Regions from separate parts of the Gossypium arboreum genome. Here all the other regions are linked to region 3. Evidence: chromatin contacts called from public Hi-C data. All regions are on one chromosome and are shown on one strand. Each heading gives the region's core, a stretch centred on a gene start, on an enhancer-like site or on the middle of the called end of the contact. The rest is flanking DNA. Distances are from core to core; before and after follow the strand shown.

Evidence for each region. A called contact is a pair of places that touch in the nucleus more often than the background predicts.
Region 1: a contact with region 3 is called in a Hi-C map of leaf, with 4 times the contacts expected there. The contact joins the promoter of LOC108474874 here to the promoter of LOC108476354 in region 3. A contact is called at or near these places in 4 of 5 Hi-C or Micro-C datasets (all in leaf).
Region 2: a contact with region 3 is called in a Hi-C map of leaf, with 2.3 times the contacts expected there. The contact joins the enhancer-like site here to the promoter of LOC108476354 in region 3. A contact is called at or near these places in 2 of 5 Hi-C or Micro-C datasets (both in leaf).

What each region holds. Positions count from the first base shown.
Region 1 is chr3:15,994,057-15,996,756 of ASM2569848v2, reverse strand. It overlaps LOC108474874 (L-tryptophan--pyruvate aminotransferase 1-like), which reads right to left and starts at 1,380. Exons shown (of 5, transcript XM_017776910.2): 1 at 944-1,380; 2 at 402-714. The coding sequence starts at 1,050.
Region 2 is chr3:15,886,255-15,888,992 of ASM2569848v2, reverse strand. No RefSeq gene overlaps it. Among protein-coding and RNA genes, the nearest start is that of LOC128291390, 37 kb to the left of the region's middle. Within about 2 kb of position 1,257, at least 2 of the 2 cell types and tissues checked have an H3K27ac peak or open chromatin away from gene starts, as enhancers often do. A contact at or near this core is called in leaf, where this site is marked.
Region 3 is chr3:15,743,216-15,745,915 of ASM2569848v2, reverse strand. It overlaps LOC108476354 (pentatricopeptide repeat-containing protein At1g60770), which reads left to right and starts at 1,373. Exons shown (of 2, transcript XM_017778549.2): 1 at 1,373-1,747; 2 at 2,149-2,700. The coding sequence starts at 1,520.

The DNA.
Region 1 (2,700 bases), core at 131-2,630, 250 kb before region 3:
GTCCATGTTACCATGTTCGCCCTAAGATCCAAAAACAATGCTTGCATGCATATGTTTGATAACTAATATGTTTTTAAGAAACATGTTTGTTCCATTGTCCCCATTTCTTTCTCAGTAATTTGTCTATTCCACTTTTGACAACCCCTTAATGCAAACGTTTCCCAATGTCATTGAAAAATGGAACCGAATGCATTAATGGAAGATGTTCTAATAAACATGGAAACACCACTTGGCCCGTCCCTGAACCACCCTCAGTCAATAAGATAAGAACCTAATAAATCCAATACGACAACAATGATTTTGACTTAACTGGGTTAAAAGAAAAGAAAAAAAACAAAAAAGTAGTCAAAATCTCTCGTGTCAACCAAAATGAAGGGTTAAAAGTTTATCAAAGGGCTAACCGAGTAGAAAGGGGCGGCGGCGACGACGCTGAGGGGCTCAGTGTCAGGGTCGTAGGAAGAAGAGAGGGCGTAGAGCACGGCCTGGAAGAGCTGGGTTGAGCCATTGCCTACCACGATATATCGATCGTCGTCAACCACTGCATTTCCAACGACGCAATGCAACCTCCGGATGGCACGATCAAGCTCCGGCATCAAGAACCAGCAAAAGTGTCCCCCGTTGCTGAAGTAGCTCATCAAATTATGGCCAGAGATCACGACCGTACATTTCTCTCCCATTTGCCTCCAGTATGACTCGTACATGGTAGGATCACCACTGTGAAAAATAGAAATAAAACCAAATCCTATTATCATGCTTTCGATTTAGCCAATAAATCTAAAATCCCTCGCATTGCATGCACCAATGTGGGATTTAAGTGGAATACTGATTAATGTAACAGTCACAAACCCCCCACAGAAAGGGAAATAAAATAAAATAGAGGTGAAGTTGATTGAAAAGAAAAACATGCAATAGCCGATGAAATCAATGCAGGCGATGGACAAACCGAGCGAAGTTGATGACACGGTCAGAGGAGAGAGTAGTGGGTGCCTTCTTGACGGAGGTCACGACGGATTTCGTAGCGGAAACTGCCTTCTCAAAGCCGACCACCATCTTGGCTTCTATAAAAGTGAATGTGAAATTATACTCTCTTTTTTTTTTTTTTCTTTAGCAAGTAAATAATGTTTTGGGGTATGATGTGGACGGAGGATGGATATGGGTTTATATATATAGGGGGACAAAATTCAAGAGCTCAATAGATGCATGAACCCTAATTCATTTTATATTGGTTTCCAAAAAACATGTCGGATTCTGGTTTTTTGAGTGAATCAAACCAACGAAAAATTTAACAATGAGGCCGAAAAGGCAAAATATCTCGGAAATATTAATGACGATATCCAGAGATGTACTTACTATAATGGAGAGTTATCTGTTTTAGACTTGGTACACCTCACTAAAGTTAAGGTGTTGAGTAGATTCTTCACAAAATTACAATTAGTTCCCTTTTTTTGGATAATTTTCAGTTCGTTGCATTTTCATTATTCATAAATGTATCCTAAAGATATTTATTGCTAATATATAATTGATAATAATTGATTAAAATTTAATTTTGAAAAGAATTAGAATTCAACTTTCCATAAAAAAATTATATCCGTAAATGATGATTAAAGTTACAATGAATAAGAATCGATAGAAAATTAGAAGGATTTTCGTCCCATCGCCCCTACAACATTCATATTTATTAGAGGTGGACATAGCCTTTTGCTTATGGAATCCCCTATTGAGTGAATAAAATTGAAGTGCTAAATCAAATCAAAAACTTGAGAGGGAGGGCTTTCTTCTAGCCTAGAGCCGTTTAGGAGACTTCACTGCTATTAAAAACCTTGAGGACAAAAAAAAAAAAAAAAACCAAGTTGTACCAAGAAAATGCATCTTTTAGGTAATGGATTGATGATTCCAATCTCATAGACATGCACATTAGTGGAGGTGCTTTCACTTGGTCTAATAATTGAATAGGCATCTAGGCAATCCAGTAAAAGTTAGACAGGATGGTACGTAATGAGAAATGGATTGATCTCTTTTCTTCGGCCTTTGGAGTTGCTGACCCACCATCCACTCGGATCACTCTCCCATCAAGAACAGCTGTCACTATAGAATGTTTAAGTTCCAGCTCAAATGGACCTTGGATTAAGAATACGAAGAGCTAATTTAAGGGAAATGGCTAACTCCTCGTTCTCTCAACTCTTAAATCACCTTAAATGAGAAATTACAAGCCATTCAGCATGGCTTACAAGCATGGAAACTCTAGAAGAAACATCGACTTCCTCATAAAAAAGACTTGCTGATATCCAAGAAGAGCCACTCACTCCTAAATCTAAAGAAGAAGCAATGAAGATAAAAAGTCAACTTGATAAATTATGGAAATGGAGGAATGTCATTAGCTCCAATGCTCTACAATCCAATGGTTCAATCAACGGAATTATAAGACATGCTTCTTCCATGCCACCGCCCAACATCATAAAAGGCTAAATGCTATCCACCGGCTTAGAGGAATGGATAGAATTCAACACTATTCTAGAATTCAACAACACTATTCTAGAATTCAACAAGGTTCTAGTATGGAGGGTTTCTCACTTGAAAGCGGATGAGCTAAGGAGGGGTGAGCAAAATTCGATTCGATTTGAAAAATTGGATAAAAAATTTAAATTTTGGATTAAATAGTTCGAGTTATTTGAGTTAATCGAGTTATTCGGATCAACTCAA
Region 2 (2,738 bases), core at 8-2,507, 140 kb before region 3:
TGAAACCCTAAACGAACGTGACGGTGACGCCATGATGAGCATGCATGGGACGTCACGGAGATTTCTCCAAGTTATGCAGTCGCGTTTTAGACTCCAAGTAAGACTTCTTCTTCCATATGGACTCTGGTTATTCCAGGGATATTTTGGTATGATTAGAACTCTAATCTAAGCCTCTTTAAAAGAGCCATTGAATCCTTGCGAAACATGCCAATCAACAAGGGCTTTTCTTGATGGCGACAAGATGTAGTCGTATATAAGTTTTGGTGAGAGTTTCGTAGTAACTATAGAGAGAATTTTATTTCTGAGTTTGGGTTTTGTTTTCGGGGTTTGGGTAATGTACATTTAGTACACTTAAGTTTATTTTCTCCATATTGTATTCTTGTTTGTCTACTCATTTAATGAAAAGCCGATACCTTCTTTACCAGTGGTTTTTATTCTCTTCGAAAAAATTTTTCCACATAAAATATTTATGTTCGTTCCTCTTTGATTTTATTATCTCGTTGTTTACATGAATCAATCCTCAATAATATACAATCAATTGAAACGAGCCTAACCTAACGATCTTATCATCGTCTTAGGAAAGTCACTTTATGATTTTTCTCCGAACGGGAAGAGCAATTGTAATACTAAATTAAACCTTAAGTCTACCAAGTAGCTGTGTTTACATCATAGCTTGCCCATGGAAGGGCAAAGTGACTTCCTCAGCATGTCTTACCCATTGAAGTGCTCTGCAAGTACAAAGCGTCCACCTCTTTAAAAAGCGTTTTATATCTCATCTAAAAATTTTAAGTCATATCCATCAGACATAAAATGCCATTACCTTGTCCAACTCTATCAACTCATCTATTACTCTATTTGACGTACTACAAAATAAGAGTATGACGTACTAAAACTTGTATATAAAATCCCTAAGCTTCCTTTGGCCTATAAAAGGAACTTCCCTTCGGAGATATGAACAGCAACAACCTTCACCACCACTCTTTTTCCTCTCCAAAATTAACTCCATCAAGGGCTCTAGAGTAAGATAGATTTTTATATTTCGACGATGAATATTTTAATATTATAACATAATCTCTCTTAACTTGAACGGTTCTTTGCTTAAATCTAAACTAACAATAATATATGTTTTCATATTATCAAATTTATTAAAGGAAACTGTAGCGTTGGGAAAAAGAAGAGAAAGAAAGATTGTTTGCCAACACATGATATGACCAAAATTTATTAGACACCCATTAGTTCCTTGACTGATTGTCGGTCTTAATTTCACGTGCCTGCAATAATCAGAAACCATGTGACTTCTCAGTTTTCAGATTACGTAGGCATTCATTTTTAAAATATTTTTACTTTCTAGAAATAAAACTCACATCCTTGAACTATTCTTATTGTATCATGCTTCATTTCATTATTAAATTCATTAATTTAAGAGAAAGAAAAAAAATTGATGTTATTTGATATAATTTAAAACAAAAGGTTTAAAAAATAATATTAGAATTATTGATTTTAATGTTTTTAAAACTTTTACAAAAATTATTGTTGATTCTATTTTTATTTCTATTTTATTTTAATTTTTAATTTTGAAAGTTATTTTTAATTTTTATTTTAAATTATATCATATAAAATTTTACATTCGATATAATAATCAAATTAATAGTTTTAATAATGAAAAGACCTACTTGATAAAATATCAATAATTTAGAGATATCTAGTATAATCAACTCGCTTCAAAAAAACTTATTAAATAATACATTTTACTACATTTTCAATAAAAGTAAAAATTTGATGAGATTATATTATGTAATGTATTGATAGTATCACGTTTTTTATCAAATTTATTTTTATTAATATTTAAAATATTTTTATTTATAATTCTATAATTTATTAAAATATTTTATTATAATTGTAAGATTGTAGCATAATATCAAATATAGCCCTTAACATTTACATATTTTATCAATTTGGTTTTGTTTAGTTAAATTTAACTCTTAATCTTTTAAAAGAGTGAAATTTGACTATTAACTTTTAAAAAGAGTCTAATTAATTTTTAACAAAAATACAATTAAAATATTTAAATTTTTAAACATGACAACTCACATGTTAATTCACATGTACTTTATGCTATCTTTTTATAAACAGTTCATAATTTTTGAATTTTTATTTTTAAATATTTTATTTTTTTATGTGACTAATGAGATAAATAATGTTATGTTAAAATGAAGTGCACATAAATTACTACACATATTACTACACCAACATAATTAAAAAATTAATGTTTTAATTAATACTTTTGTTAAATAATAGTAATCTGATGTTTTTAGAAAAGTTAATAACTAAATTTAAATAAAAAGAAAAAAAGTCAGATTAACAAAAGAGATATATTAATATAAGGTTAATATTTAGTATACTATCTGTGTATTTTTTATTTCATAAATAATTTTTAAAAAATTATTATGTATATCAATTTTTAAAATATTTAATTTTTTAATATTTTTAACACGTAAAATTCCAAACCCATAAAATCAAAAACAACTCCGCTAAATACCAAATATAATCACTTAGATTAAAAAACTTAAACTCAAATAGCAAGTCAACTTTCAAGTGATATTTTTCTCATTTTATAAGAGAACATAGCTTTTCCCATCCCCAAGAAAATGTGCAGGTAATAATTAGTGTCCATCAGATTCTTCTTATAGGAATATTTTTGATAGTCAAAATTAGATAATTTCCTAGATTTCTTTAAA
Region 3 (2,700 bases), core at 124-2,623:
GTACTTGTAAAATGTTGTCACGACAATATCACTAAAAGTTGATGTTTTAGTCAATATTTTCGTTAAAAAATAAATTGACCCTTTTTAAAATATTAATTATCAAATTTAACTAAAAAATAAAAATCAAATTAAAAAAATATAACCATTAAAAGCTAAATTTATTATTATAAATAAATAAATAAATTTATATTTTATAAATAATTCAGTCCAATTTATCACAGCTCCCTTTAAACCAAGTTCTCGAACTTCATCATGTCCATCATTTTCTTAAGCTTCAAGAGCACATCTACTTTAGCCGGTTTGGTAAAAATATGTACGACAAATCATGAATCTTATGATAGTGATCTCGATATTCTTGTTATATGCATGAAATACCGGCTTCTTTGACAAAGTAAATTAGCCTATATATTATGATTATCAACTTATCTAATTTAATTACTTGATAATTCGATTTTAAAATTTTCAAATAAAATTTTTGGGTTAGCTTGATTTAGGAAATTCAACTTTGAAATTGATTATTTTTTTGTCACCAATGGAAATCACGCTATTATATTTGAAACATTTAGAGTTATTTCATAAAAAAGAAAATAAACTATAAAAGAGAAGTGGAAGAAAAATTTTTGATTAACGTAGACGGTGCGGATAGAGAAAGTCATATAGTAATAATTTTAACAACTCAATGACTTGTATGAAAATTTTTAAATAATTTAGTGACAATTTTATAACTTCTTGAAGTAACTAAAAATTAAATTTACTAATAATTTAATAACCTTGGGATGTAGTTTTTTTTTAAAAAACTCTAAACTTTTGATTCCATTGCTTATTTTGCAAATCAAACCATTTAATCACATTTCCTAATTAAAATTTGATTATCGGTAGCTGAATATATTATTTTTGGAATAAATGTTAAAATTATACATGAATATGGTTTAATGTGTAATTGTATACATGAACTTTGATTTTGTGTAATTTTATACATAAAATTTTGATTTGATTTAATTCTTGTAAATTATTAACACAATCATTGATATAACATTATTTTATGTTTATATATTGCATAAATAAATAATTATATTTATTTAATATTAAAATAAATTAATTTATTTATTTCTTTAAATATGTATGATTAAATCAAAATTAAAATTTAAAATATATATTTAAACCATAATTAAAATTCACATATATAATTACACCAAATTAAAATTCAATGTACATAATTCTACCTTAAATTTCTTTTATTTTTAACCTTACCACGAAAAGAAAACCTCAAAGGATTAAGGCCACATTTTCAATTTCAAATGGTTCATGAAACAAATCAAAAGCCGAAGTTTTAAGCCCAAATCCAGAAACCAAAGCCGGCTCGGCTGGCTCCCTCAGTTACTCCGCGGGCCCCCCCGGCGGGGGGTGTTTCAGCAAGGCTTTTTCTTTCATTTCCCCAAAATTTCTTTCATCAAATGAATCCAAAATAAATAATAAAAGAAACCCTAAAACCCTAACCCCTTCTCACTCAACCAAATCAATGGCGTTGATGCAGCAATTGGGACGGACCAAGAATGTGACGAGAAGGTCAAACAAGTACTTAGAAGAAGTTCTTTTCCACCGGCTTTTTAAGGAAGGCGGCTCGGAAATTAGCGTGCGGCAGCAACTTAATCACTTCATCAAGAGCTCCAAGCGTGTCTACAAATGGGAAGTAGACGAGACTCTCAAGAAGCTTCGCCACCGTAAGCTCTATTTCCCTGCTCTCAAGGTTCGTATTCCTTTTTTAGATCAAAGCCTGGGGTTTTTATTGCGAAATTTCTCTTATGGTGTTCTAATAGATATGAAACTTTGTTGATTTTGTCTAATGAAATAGTGCGAATCTTGGCCCTTTTTTTATTTTTAATTCTTTTGGCTTTTGATTACGTGGTATTGTTATTTACAAACTACGATTGGGTTATATTGTACAATCAAGTGAAAGAGATTCATAAGCGTTTTAGGATAGACATTGTACTTATATTATCATATAATTCTCCTTTTGTTGTGGAGATTGCATATAATTGTTGCTAATACTTGGTTCAGAATGTTCTTATGAATGTAGGTTTCTATTTTTTATTTCAATACTTCCTAATTCAAAATGGGTTATGTATGTCATTACATTTGCATTTACAGCTGTCTGAAATGATGGCGACTAAGAGGGGCATGAATAAGACTGTTAGTGATCAGGCTATCCATCTTGATTTGGTTGCCAAAGCTCAAGGGATTCCTGCTGCTGAAAATTACTTCGTTGATCTTCCTAAAGCACTGAAAAACCATCTAACTTATGGTGCCCTTCTCAACTGTTATTGTAAGGAATTGATGACTGAAAAAGCAGAAGCTTTGATGGAAAAGATGAAGGAACTTAACCTTCCTTTAAGCTCTATGTCTTATAATAGTCTCATGACTCTTTACACAAAGATTGGCCAGCCTGAAAGGGTACAAGAAATTATACAGGAAATGAAATCATGTGGTGTCATACCAGATTCATATACATACAACGTTTGGATGAGGGCTCTGGCTGCTATGAATGATATTTCTGGAGTTGAAAGAGTTATCGAGGAAATGAAGAGAGATGCTGAGGATGCTGATGATTGGACAACATATAGCAATATAGCATCAATTTATGTTGATGCCGGCTTGTTTGAGAAGGCAGAGAAGGCACTTAAGGAATTGGAAAAGAGAAAT